Regions from separate parts of the Gossypium hirsutum genome. Here region 1 is linked to region 2. The links are chromatin contacts, called in public Hi-C maps. All regions are on one chromosome and are shown on one strand. The core of a region is the stretch at or near the end of the contact, and the rest is flanking DNA. Distances in the headings are between cores, read along the strand shown.

Evidence for each region. Hi-C and Micro-C count contacts between places; a contact is called where the count stands out from the background.
Region 1: a contact with region 2 is called in a Hi-C map of leaf, with 2.5 times the contacts expected there. The contact joins the promoter of LOC107944781 here to the promoter of LOC107957546 in region 2. A contact is called at or near these places in 2 of 34 Hi-C or Micro-C datasets (both in leaf).

The regions. Positions count from the first base shown.
Region 1 is chrA05:29,504,867-29,510,689 of Gossypium_hirsutum_v2.1, forward strand. It overlaps LOC107944781 (putative receptor protein kinase ZmPK1), which reads right to left and starts at 3,865. Exons shown (of 1, transcript XM_016878608.2): 1 at 1,041-3,865. The coding sequence starts at 3,656. The coding sequence ends at 1,242.
Region 2 is chrA05:29,314,434-29,320,901 of Gossypium_hirsutum_v2.1, forward strand. LOC107957546 (probable serine/threonine-protein kinase At1g01540) reads right to left here and starts at 4,362. Exons shown (of 8, transcript XR_005926449.1): 1 at 3,504-4,362; 2 at 3,253-3,357; 3 at 2,979-3,101; 4 at 2,704-2,874; 5 at 2,483-2,612; 6 at 2,161-2,370; 7 at 1,489-1,726; 8 at 739-1,289.

The sequences.
Region 1 (5,823 bases), core at 2,615-5,114, 190 kb after region 2:
CGATATTTTCATACAAATTTTCTATCATATCAATATTCATGCAAAAAAATTAAAATAAATTTCTCTTTAAATCGAATTTGTGGTTATGAAACAACTGTTCTGATAACCCTGAATTTAGGCCATTACAGTTTTTCCTAATCTTTTTAGTTCCAAGTTTAAATTTGTTCTAATTATTTTTTATATATCTAACTATTGTAATACATATGTAATAAATATTTTTTTCTTATGTTATTATACAAGTAACCAAACAAGATATAAATGTTAATTTTAATTGAATTTAATGTTCACAAATTGCTAACATAATTACCGACATAACATTATTTTACATTAACATGTTCTATATACAAATAACTACATTTATTCAATATAAAAATAAGTTGATGTATTTATTTTTTATTTTTTTTAAATATACATAACTGAATCAAAATCAAATGATATATATATTTGAACTGCAACCAAAGTTTTATGTGTATAATTGCACTAAATTAAAGTTCATATATCAAGTTGTATATTAGACCAAAGTTCATATATAGTTTTAAAATCAATTGAGACAATTTCACAAATCCAAAAATGTTAGATCTCGTATTTTCAAAAATGTTAAAATATGTTATTAGTCCTCATACTTTTATAGAATTTGAAATTTGGTCATTGTATTTTAAAAGTTAATATTTTATTCCTCCTACTTTTTCAATTTAAAAATCCTATTCTAATCAATACTGTCGTTAGTAGTTTTTGTTAAAATTTGTTAATATATTTATTTTCCATCAATTATACAACATGTAGACAAAGCAGCTTAATCAACATGTTAAATTGACAGATTTTAACAAAAAAAAATATTTATGATATTAGTGATTGAGTTAAGATTTTTAAATAAAAAAATTACAAAACTTAATTTCTAACTCTTTTTTTTTATATATAGAAAGTAAATCTCAAATTTTATAGCAACATATTTTAATCTTTCAAAAGTAATTGAAACTTTAACTGTAATAATTTTGCTTCTTATTTTCGAAAAACCACAGCTTCTTAAGTAGGTAGATATATGGAGTCGTCAAGGGATTTACCTGGGATGAGAACAGAATACATCAGTTTGACTAAAGTCATAATTTCACGTCAAAATAGAATCATTGAATAATAAACCAATCGACACTGAAAAAGAGGTAATATGTTGAAAGATTATTGAAAAGATGCTGAGGCCTATCTGTCAGGGTCTCCTGGCAGTCATGTTATTGCGTTGCTTAGCATCAATTTCGTCCCCTCACAAGCATTTGAACTACTTGGCTCATTGATGGTCTTCCATGTCTATCGGCTTCTGTACATTTGATTGCCACCTCCAGTAGATTTTCCAGTTCATTTCTGTCATAATCGTAGCCCATGGCAGGGTCCAGTACCTCTTCAACCCAACATGTTGCAGAAGCACCCATCTTCTTCCCTTTCACCCAAGTTTCTAATCTTTGGTGCCATTTCTCTCCATTGGTTCCAACAACAGGGACACCTACACTTGGGCTCTTCCCTGTCATCATTTCCAACAACACAATCCCATAGCTATAGATGTCGACTTTGGCAGTGATGGGAAGATTGTAAACCCACTCAGGCGCCATGTAACCTCTTGTTCCTCTAATCTTGGAGAAGCCTGAACCTTTAGGACTGTCTTGATTCAGTAGTTTGGATAATCCAAAATCTGACACTTTAGGATGATAGTTGGAATCCAAGAGTATGTTGTGAGGCTTTACATCACAGTGCAGAACCCATTCCAAGCACTCTTCATGCAAATAAGCCAGGCCTTTGGCGGTGCCCACCGCAATATCCAACCTTCTCTTCCAATCAAGTGAATTAGACATGAGGTTATTTGCTAACGATCCATTTTCCATGTATTCATACACTAAAAGCCTATGCTTCCCCTCTGCACAGTATCCCCACATCTCAATCAAGTTCATGTGATTAAGCCTGCCGATTGTGCTTACTTCTGCGAGGAATTCATCCTCTCCTTGATGTGCTTCAATATTAAGTCGTTTAATGGCTGCAATTTGTTGATCCGGTAAAACTCCCTTGTAAACCACCCCACTTCCTCCCCGTCCAATCTCTTCATGAAAACCGCGTGTTGCCTTTTTCAACTCACTGTATGTGAATCTTTTGAATCCAGTTGCAGCCACAAGGTACCCTGATGTCATCGTCGATGCATCGGGACTTTCCCCTGTTCTGTACAAGAAAACGAACACCAGAAAGACGCACATCAACTCAAGCAATCCAATTATAGAAGCGCACCAAATCAAAATATTTAATGTTTCATATCCTGTTTTCTTAAGATAAAGTCTGTCTAATTGTCTTGTCTGCTTGTTGGAGCAATTTAATTTGAATTCCCGAACAGGTTTGTTGTTGTAAGGGAATGATTTGGGGAGTTTCAAGTAAAGGGTTCCACTGTAGCTATTGTAACGATGACCATTGCGCAATTCCCATTTTGAATAACAGCGATAGGCACCATCTTCTGGGAAATATCTATATTGAAAAGCTTTACAACATGAATCCAAGCAAACTCGGAGGCACTCCTGGAAGGTGTAATTCCGGAGGTTGTCGTAATGGTAGCCAAAAAAGTTAACATGACGAAGTTGAACAAAGTTGACATCATCATTACATGAAAGCTCAAATTCTGGTTCGCACCCATCGTTCCAATCCGCATGGTTTTTCATCTTGAACCCTGGGGGACAACCACACTTCGGACCCCAACCTGGATCATAGCTACATATACTATTTGGTCCACAGGCTCCATGAATCCTACAGGAGTTAGACATAGCTTGCCATGTCACAAACCAAACCCCCTGTTCTTCGAGACTGTATAATCTAAGGTTACCATCAAAATCAAGGGTTAATCTTCTCCAAGGTCCAATACCAAAATCAGTTGATCTGAACTCCATTTTGTCAGAAGATGTAAAATAGCCTGAAGAATCCAACACTGCGGTTCTGCTATAATTGTATCTAGTTCTACCTTGGTGGTAGTCCAAGATGGTTGAATCCGGCCAGTAGATGCTGGATGTGTCGGAACCATTCAAGACAAGACGAAGAACATTATCATCGTCAAACAACAACCTGTATTTTCCTGAAGAATGGTTAGTTCGGCTTCGTGCTGATACTAGCCTTTTGTGTTGATTGAGGGGTTGTCCAGGGAGAAGCGTATCAGTTGGTGAATCAAAGCTTTGCCAAAGAGTAAGATTGTCTCGAGTTTGGAGAACGAGATTACCTGAATCAAGGAGATTCAACTGCGACCAAGAGCCATCTTTAACTGACTTATTGATCGTCCAGATTACGGGTTCGGCATCGGTTATGATGATTTCATTGGTTTCGAGTATGGACAGCTTTGATCGCTTTCCATTAACAGGCACATCCCGGTTTGCCATCCAAACTAGAGTGTGACTACCGTCATGGCAAGGCTTGGTGAACCAGATGGAGAAGCAATAAGCGTTTTGGCCGACGGGGTAAAAGCCAGCGGAGAACATGCCGTTAGACGATATCAAAACATCACCTGGATTCTCCACAGACAGAGACGAACCTTGGCTTAGATATGGAACGGCTGACGATGTTAACCCGAGGAACAGGAACAATATGATAAGCATGGATTTAAAACACTTGGTGGCCATGAATATTTCTTGGGCTGCAAAATTCATGTCATGGACCCAATATTCTCTTCACCAACTTCAGCTCTTTGCACCAATTTACCTGCATCTTCTCAACTTTACCATCGGGAAATCAACTTGTTTGTACCATTTCATTCTCTTCCAAATTCGATCACTAGCAGTGTTTCTTATCAATTCAAAGCCGCGTGTTTTAGGAAAGCTTGGTAGTTGCCCTTTGACATTTCTTGATAACTTTTTAGCTGTGGAAATTTCACATAATTTGTTGTAAAAACGTGAATGCAAGAACTTTCAAGTGTCATTAGTCAATGTCAGAATGTTTCTCATTTTTACGTTTGGTACTGACGATGTTATGTGTTGTTTTCCGGTATTTGGCACTTAAATTTATTTATTACCTTTTTAGAAAATAATACGTGAAATTGAGTGGAGACGAATAACCATACGCACCCACCCCTTTTCCATCCCCTTAAGACAAAGAGAATAGAGTGTGTTTCATTGAAAATCAATCATCCTGACTTTTACACTTCCAAAAGTCTTCATGCACCATTCACAATGTCTTGCAAAATTACCACGCCGACAGGTCTCTGCTATCTGTACCCATACTTCACTCAATTCTCAATTTAACTGGTTCAAATAATTTTGTTTATATATAAAATATATTATTTAATTAGAGGTAATCATTTGATCGAATCAAGTAAAAAGTTTTCGAGTTAATCGAGTTTAAAAATCTTATTTTATCATTCTAGTTCAATTTGACATTTTTTCGAATTGAGTCAAATTTAATGAAATTCGAGTCAAGTCGAATCGAATCGAGTTAAATTATTTGAGTTAAATTAAAAAACTAAACATGCCAAATTAAAATATTGTTACAGTATAACTAATTCCATATTAGAGTACATAAATTTAAAATTATATATATTTGAAAACATTTTTCAAAGCAAAATAACAAGAAATTAAGATACTTTAATCTTATAAACTTGTACAATTAATTAATTAATTAATTAATTAATTTAGATCTCTAAAATTATTATTTTAATTTTTTTATAAATTTTCTAGAATTCTTATAATTTTATAAAAAATATATATATATTTTGAAAATTTTACAAATATTTTGAATTTTTTTTTTGTAATTTTTGTTGAGAGATAGACTAATTTGTTCATTTTTAAATTTGACTGAGACCAAAAGAGTATTTACACCAATTTGTTATTCGAATTATTTGAACTGTAAATTTCAACTCGACTTGAACTCGAAACTCGAATCGAGTTATTCAAATTGACTCAAATAATTTGAATAACTCGATTCAATTAACTTGAAATCCAATTTTTTTTCGAATTAAATCAAGTTTTTCCTACATCTACATTTAACTGATGTCACAAATTAACATAACAGTTGATAAAGAGTTGAATATTAAGATAATGGTGTTTTGGTCTTTATTAGTTTTATATGAAATATTTAAATAAAATAACTAAACATACAATTTTTAAGGATTAAACCCAAGCTTAAAGAATGTTTAACCATAAACACTTTGCCATTTCACGTATAACTCAATTATTTATTTTTATATAAATCTAGTATAAATATATTTAAGATTTTAACTAAATTAGTGTTACTTATCAACCGGTCTCAATCAAGTCTAAAATTATTAAAACTTCATTTATTTTAATAAAATTTCATATAAAATATAAAAAAATATTAAGATTGGAAATATTTGACATTTCAATTTTATCATTTCAATAAAAATTATATTTAATTATTATATTAATTCTTTAAAAATTATAATAAACAAATCTCACCTACATAATGGACGTACTACAGTACCATAATCTAGTATATTCAAGTTTTATCTATTTTTTATTTACCATACAACCACTTGTTATAATCTCAATCATGCTCGTAAACATTTTAAATTGTTGTGTAGTTTTTCATATGTATATATATAATTATTTTGTTCCCTACAAAGAAAAAAAAACTACATAGAGAGATTAAGACATTGATACGTGTCCTTATAACATATTTATGATTTTTTTTTTATTTCATTAATGATAGAAGAATTAATAATATTTATATTTATATAGTTAACATATATCCTTTTATGTTAAAAAAAGACCAATTAAGACATTTAACTAATCACAAATTGTTACGTATGATGTAATAACATCACAATATGTCATTATTAGAAATAAAAATAATTTTTTAAAA
Region 2 (6,468 bases), core at 3,112-5,611:
ACATTTTAACTATTTTACCCTTGAATAAGATATAAAGTATTTAAGATAAACTGCACAGTTAGTCACTCAACTTTTATAAATTTTTATTTTGAACATTAAAAAAAAATTACAAATTGAGCACTGCGGTTAACAACCGTTTTCAATTTTTAAAAAATCAACAAGTGATCAAAAAGAAAACTTATTACAATCAAGTGACTAAAATGAGTGTACAATAACATTAAATTAACAGGGTAACCAAAATGAAAACTTCTTAAACTCGGGTAACTAAAATGAAAACAGTTATTAATGGCAGTGCCCAATTTGCAAATTTTTATTTCTAGTGTCCAAAATGAAAACTTATGAAAGTTATGTGTCCAATTGTGTAGTTTAGCCAAGTATTCAATACACGAAATGTTAACTGTTCTCTATGTAAACCGTCTTAAAATCAAGGACTATATTTTGAGCAAGTACAACTTCACATAATCAAGCTAGGCGCAAGCTACATACATATTACGAATAATAAGCTCTTCTTTTTTCTAAAGGAAAAAAGTGCAAAGTGGTCACAACTTGGTCACGGTTTCATTGCAACATTAATTCTATGTACCTATACACCCTGTATTGCATGGATGTGAGCCATATTTTCTAAATCCGCCTTAAATTGCAATTATTAAAGCCTGATTACCACTAAAATTATAAGATATTTGCATCATTGCATGCATCTTACCGTTAGTAGATTTTGAAGCTGTAATACTCACTCTGTTAAAAAAGTTGATCTACTCCACTTTGTAACTCAGAGTTCAAACAGCTTTCCGTTGTTGGAATGCTAGGATTTAAGCCTCAATTATTACAAGAACTGGGTCATAAACAAAATAATAGAAAAGAAGAGTAAATTTACGTTAAGCAAACACAATACGATGGATTGTGACACACACGTCATATTCAAGTAACATTATAGCACATCTAACTATTATGAAGGAAAGCGCCAATGTTTCCACCTCCCTTTTTAGTTGTCAAGGTTTGCTCCCGTCGCAAGCAAAGTCCCCACACCCTTTAAAACGCGGATGGTCATGCAATGCAGATAGATGCGAGTTGTAGGACCCCTATGTTACAATTCATCACCCTCTGACCTCCCAATATGTTAGCAACTGACATTTGTATACTCTGATATTTTTACTACGACCTTCGATTCTAATAATTCAAGCATCCCAGCTTCAATACTAGATTATATGACATATAATTATCATTGTCAAAGCTCGAGGAACATGAGACGGGTTTTGTTTATCTAACAACTAATGAACCAAATTATAGACCTGAAAGAAGCAACATGGCAGCATGGCCAAGAACATGATTAATCATATTACCAGCTGAAACTATATAGCAAGAAACGGTAATGCATACATCGATTATATACCAATTGAAGATACTGAGCTTTGAAAAATAAAAACAAAAAAATATTGCATTTAAAGATGACATGTATTGTATATACACAGAGGTTGAAGTGGTGTTTACCTATGCTGGCTCTCCATGGAAACAAATAGCTAAAGACGATGTGTGAATTCACCTTAACCTGAGTTTGAATGGCTATTTATTGCTCTTAGGATTCTTGTTTTCTCCATAACGATCTATTAGTTTGGGCACCACTTTCATACCCACTACTATCACCGGATTCGTTTACACATTTGTCAGTCAATCTATTCTTTACATCATCTCGTAGTGAGCGCATGTTCTCCCGTCCATCTTTGCGTTCCTGAAATTTAAATGTAGAAAGAAAAGTGACATGTGGCAGAATAACGTCGGCAAGTTTAGGCACAATTAATATGTTCGATAAATTTTGACTTTGCAAAAGCATTTTTCTTAAACACATCTGGACCAAAATATCATCCAATGGATTCCAGCGGAACATGAATGTTCCTAGTAAAAAAATGTTTCATTTAGCAATTAAACTTGAGCATCATTGAAAATTGCTAATCTTCTCTTGATTTTCTCATCAATAATGAAACTAATAATGATGTTGCATTATACATGATGAAATATGCACTCTTGTCAACCCAAGCAATTTGAACATGCGAAACAAATTGCTTAACAAAAGAAACATCTAGTAAAACACATGGAACAAAATATTGTACAAAATAATCTACCAGAAACAAGTTAAAATTCAGAACTGATGTTACGTCAACTTACATCTCTAAACGGGAACTCATTGGCTTCTAGCATATGAATTACATGCCCCATTTTAGGCCTTTTCTGAGCATTTGGGTCCACGCAGCGTAAAGCAACTAAAAGGGCTCGCTTCAGTGCTCTGGAAGAAGGCTTCTCTGGTAACCTTGGATCCAAAACACTCTCTGCATTCCTGTTGCTAACCATTGATTTAATCCACTCGACTAGATTTACCTGAAAGTTGGAACAAATTGCATACTTATTACAAGAATAAAAGACCAAGAAAGCCATCAAGCTTTGAATCATAGGATAATATTATCAATTGACTTAATTAAGGCCTACAAACCTCTCCTTGAGGCCGGCTGTAATCCACCGGAGTTCTTCCTGAAATTATTTCCATAAGAAGAATGCCAAAGCTGTATACATCACTTCTCTCGTTTAGCATGCCTGTGCTAGCATATTCAGGAGCCACATATCTACAAAACAGAAGCAGTACTAGTATATCAGATGACCATATGAAAACATTAGATAACCATGAATATGTTCGCTAACAGAAGTTCGACCAACCCAAATGTTCCCATCACACGAGTGGCCACATAACTCCTCCCAGACCCCAAGAGCTTGGCAAGGCCAAAGTCGGATACTTTTGGATTCCACTGCTTATCAAGCAAAATGTTGCTTGACTTGATATCACGATGAACAACCTTAGGTTCAAGTCCCTCATGCAGATATGCCAACCTAAATTTCAGTTTTTGCAAACAACAACATTCTCAACAAACATGGGGAAGAACACGAAGGACAATTCAAGTTCGGTTACCATTTTCTGTTAACTGAAAATTTACCCTTTCGCAGTTCCAAGCACTATATTCATACGGATCTCCCATGTCAAAGGGCTGCAAGGTCCCACATCTCCATGAAGCCATTGTTCTAAATTCCCATTGTCAACATACTCATAAACAAGCATCCTATGACCACCAAATTAAGTATGTTAGCAAATCCTAGCATGATGCTGAAGTTTCACAATTGTAAAAGTTGCAAGTTTTAACATAAAATCCAAACTTCCAATGCAGCAAATTAAGATCAAAATGCAACAAAAAACAGAGAGTACGTACGTACCTGTGAGCTCCTTCAGCACAATAACCAAGTAATCTCACCAAGTTCTTATGCCGTACACGCCCAATTGCTTCCACTTCAACCTTAAACTCCTTTTCAGCTTGACCCCTAAAAGAAAATACAAGAAGAAAATCGAAAACAAAAGTCAAGTTTCCCCCAACACAGAACTCCATGCTTTTCTCAAAAAGTTACACTAATACAACAAATGCATTAAAGAGCTTAAATTTAACCTCAAAAAAGGGTAGCCTTTTTACCTATTATTTAGCAGATTCTTGACAGCAACTTTGCTATTGTCTTCCAAAACTCCACGGTAAACAATTCCATAGCCCCCTTCACCAATCACATTATCCGCCGCAAAATCATTTGTAGACTCCTCAAGCTCTCTCAATGTATGCCAATGTCCCCACCCCAAGTGGGAAACTTCCGGAACCGCCCTAACTGTCATCCCTTGATCACTACACCGGGCCTCACCTGACCCGTGACCCGACCCGGATCCACGCTCTGGAGACGCTACCTTATGATCCTTCCCTATCTCAATGTGAATGCCGTTGCACCTAGAAACATCGCCGCTGCCTTCTTCCGGATGAAGAATCAATACAGGGTCGGATTCCGGAAGTAGGACAGGGTTAGAATGATGGGACGGTTCGACGCGGATTTCTTGAATCTCCTTAGAAGCGATGGGGATACTGGAGTTAAGAATAGGCTTAACAACGTTGTTGCTGCTGCGGGTTGCTTTGTTTTGGCGTTTACAAGTGATACAAAGGGAAATAAGGAAGAGAACGATGACTATAGCAGTTCCAACGCAGATTCCAAGAACAACCCATAATTGCAAACTGAAAATAGAGGTGCGTTTCGACAGCTGATCGTTTAAGAAGGAATAACCAGACATTATCACGAGTTACTTAGTTTCCTAAAAGAAGAGCCAATTTCAAGATATCTTTTGTTTGCTCAAGAAATGAAGTGAGAAGAGGAAATGTTGAGGTAAAGATGATTTAAACGTGGCCATGGAAGAGGGAGAAAAGAGTGAAAACAGTGGAAGCAGACTGCAGAAGACAAAGAGAAGGCTGCAGCTGGCCTGATGTAGACGTAGCAATTTTGTCACGACAGCATTGGAAGACATAAATATGATACTAAAAAAATCATTTAAAACTTATCTTTACATAAAAACAATATATTAATGTCGAAAACATATATAATTAATGTATTTAAATTTATTTAAATATAATTACAATACATAGAAAAGGATAAATATCAATTTTATACATTATTTTCATGTGTAATTTAATACATAAACTTTGATTTAGTGTAATTATATACATAAAACTTGGATTACGATTTATAGGTATAGGCATGGAGGCTTTTTTACCACAATAATGTGAAAAAATAATTAATTATCAAAAAGGCACACCAAAAAATATTTACGAAAATAGGCATATGTTACAGTGTCTCGTCAACGCTACCTAATAAACCGACGACACTACCCATTTTTCTTCCCAATCATTCTGCCATCATTACTTTAAAAAAAAAAATTAGTGCCGCCACTATGTCAAGCGACACCAATATGTATTTTTTAAAAATACCTAAAAAATACAAGTATACCAGATTTAAAAAAAGAAAAATATATATTTTATAATAGTGTCACCGTCATGTCAGGTGGCATCGCTATTTACCCGACGATCGAAAATAAAGTTGAAATCTGAAAAAAAAAACAAAAATAAAAAATGAAAAAAAGAAAGGACATGGGAACCCGTGATCGTCCAGGCGGTATCAGCCTGATGACCTGCTGCGAATGTATGCGGACATGGCTCATATGCCTTTTCTTTTCAATTTCAACTTTTTTATTCTATTTTTTTTTAGATTTTAGCTTTTTTTTCTCTTTATTTTTCCTTTGACTACCAGGTAAGTAGCGGTGTCGCTTGACACGACAGTGACACCATTAGAAAATATATTTTTTTATTTTTTTTAAACTTGATATACCCGTATTTTTTAAATATTTTTAAAAAATATATACCGATGCCGCTAAACACAATAACGACACAAAAAAATTTGTTTTTTTAAGTAATGATGACAAAATGATTGGAGGGAAATGGGTGTTGTTGCCAGTGTGTCAAGCAACACTGACGAAACACTATAGCAGATGCCTATTTCCGTAAATAAATCTAGTGTGCCTATTTTGGTAATTAATTTTTCTAGATTATTGGGTAAAAAAGCCATACATGAAACTTTGAGTTTGATTCAATTGTACACATTTAAAAAAAATAAATACATATATTTATTTTCATATTGGATTAATATAATAGTTTGTTATGCAATATGTTAACGTAAAAAAGTGCTAATTTGATCATATTATTAGTAATTTCTAAAAATTTAATCAAATCAAAATTTAATATATAAAATCACACAAAATCAAAATTCATGTATAACATTGCACATTAAATCAAAGTTCATGTATAGTTTAATATTTCTCCCTACATAAAATATATACAACTTTGAAGATTTTAGGATATAGTCTGATTCTTAAAGTTATAAGAAGGAAGAGATTTTTAGAATATTTTGTTTTTGCATAAATTTTCATATATTTGTAATTTATGCTATATAAATTTAATAGTTTTTGCTTCTTCTTTTTGATAAATTACAAAATAGTCATTTATGTTTGGTTAATATTATGCTTTTGTTATTGAACTTTCACTTATTACAATTTAGTCACTAACATTATCATGTTATAACATTTTAGTCATTGTCCCTGCCATGAGTTGTGGATCAAAGCCCGTGACTAATTCACAAAGAGCGTCCAATGAAGGTCAATTGATTAAATGAGGCTCATTCGACCCACTTGAACTGTCTCAATTTGTGGAACATATGGAGAAGTCTATCTATTTGAAGCATTGGTGACCGAGTGAAGCACTTAAGGAAAATTAAAGCTACATTAGTGAATATGGAAAGTAATCTTTCAATATATGTAATCTAATAAGATTTGATTTTGTAATTTTAAGGGATCATGTAAATCTCTTAAGAATCTCAATTATAGATAAGCTTTAATCTCAAACATCGATGTAAAGTAAGTTGTATTGTTAGATCTGGAGGAGCACAATTATAAATAGAGGCATTCCCCCTCATTTGTAATCATCCCATACTTGAGTTGTAACAGCTCCTTCGAAACCATAATTTTGACAAGCGAGCCAGTAAATATTATTTATTTAATATTTGTGAGTATTTCAT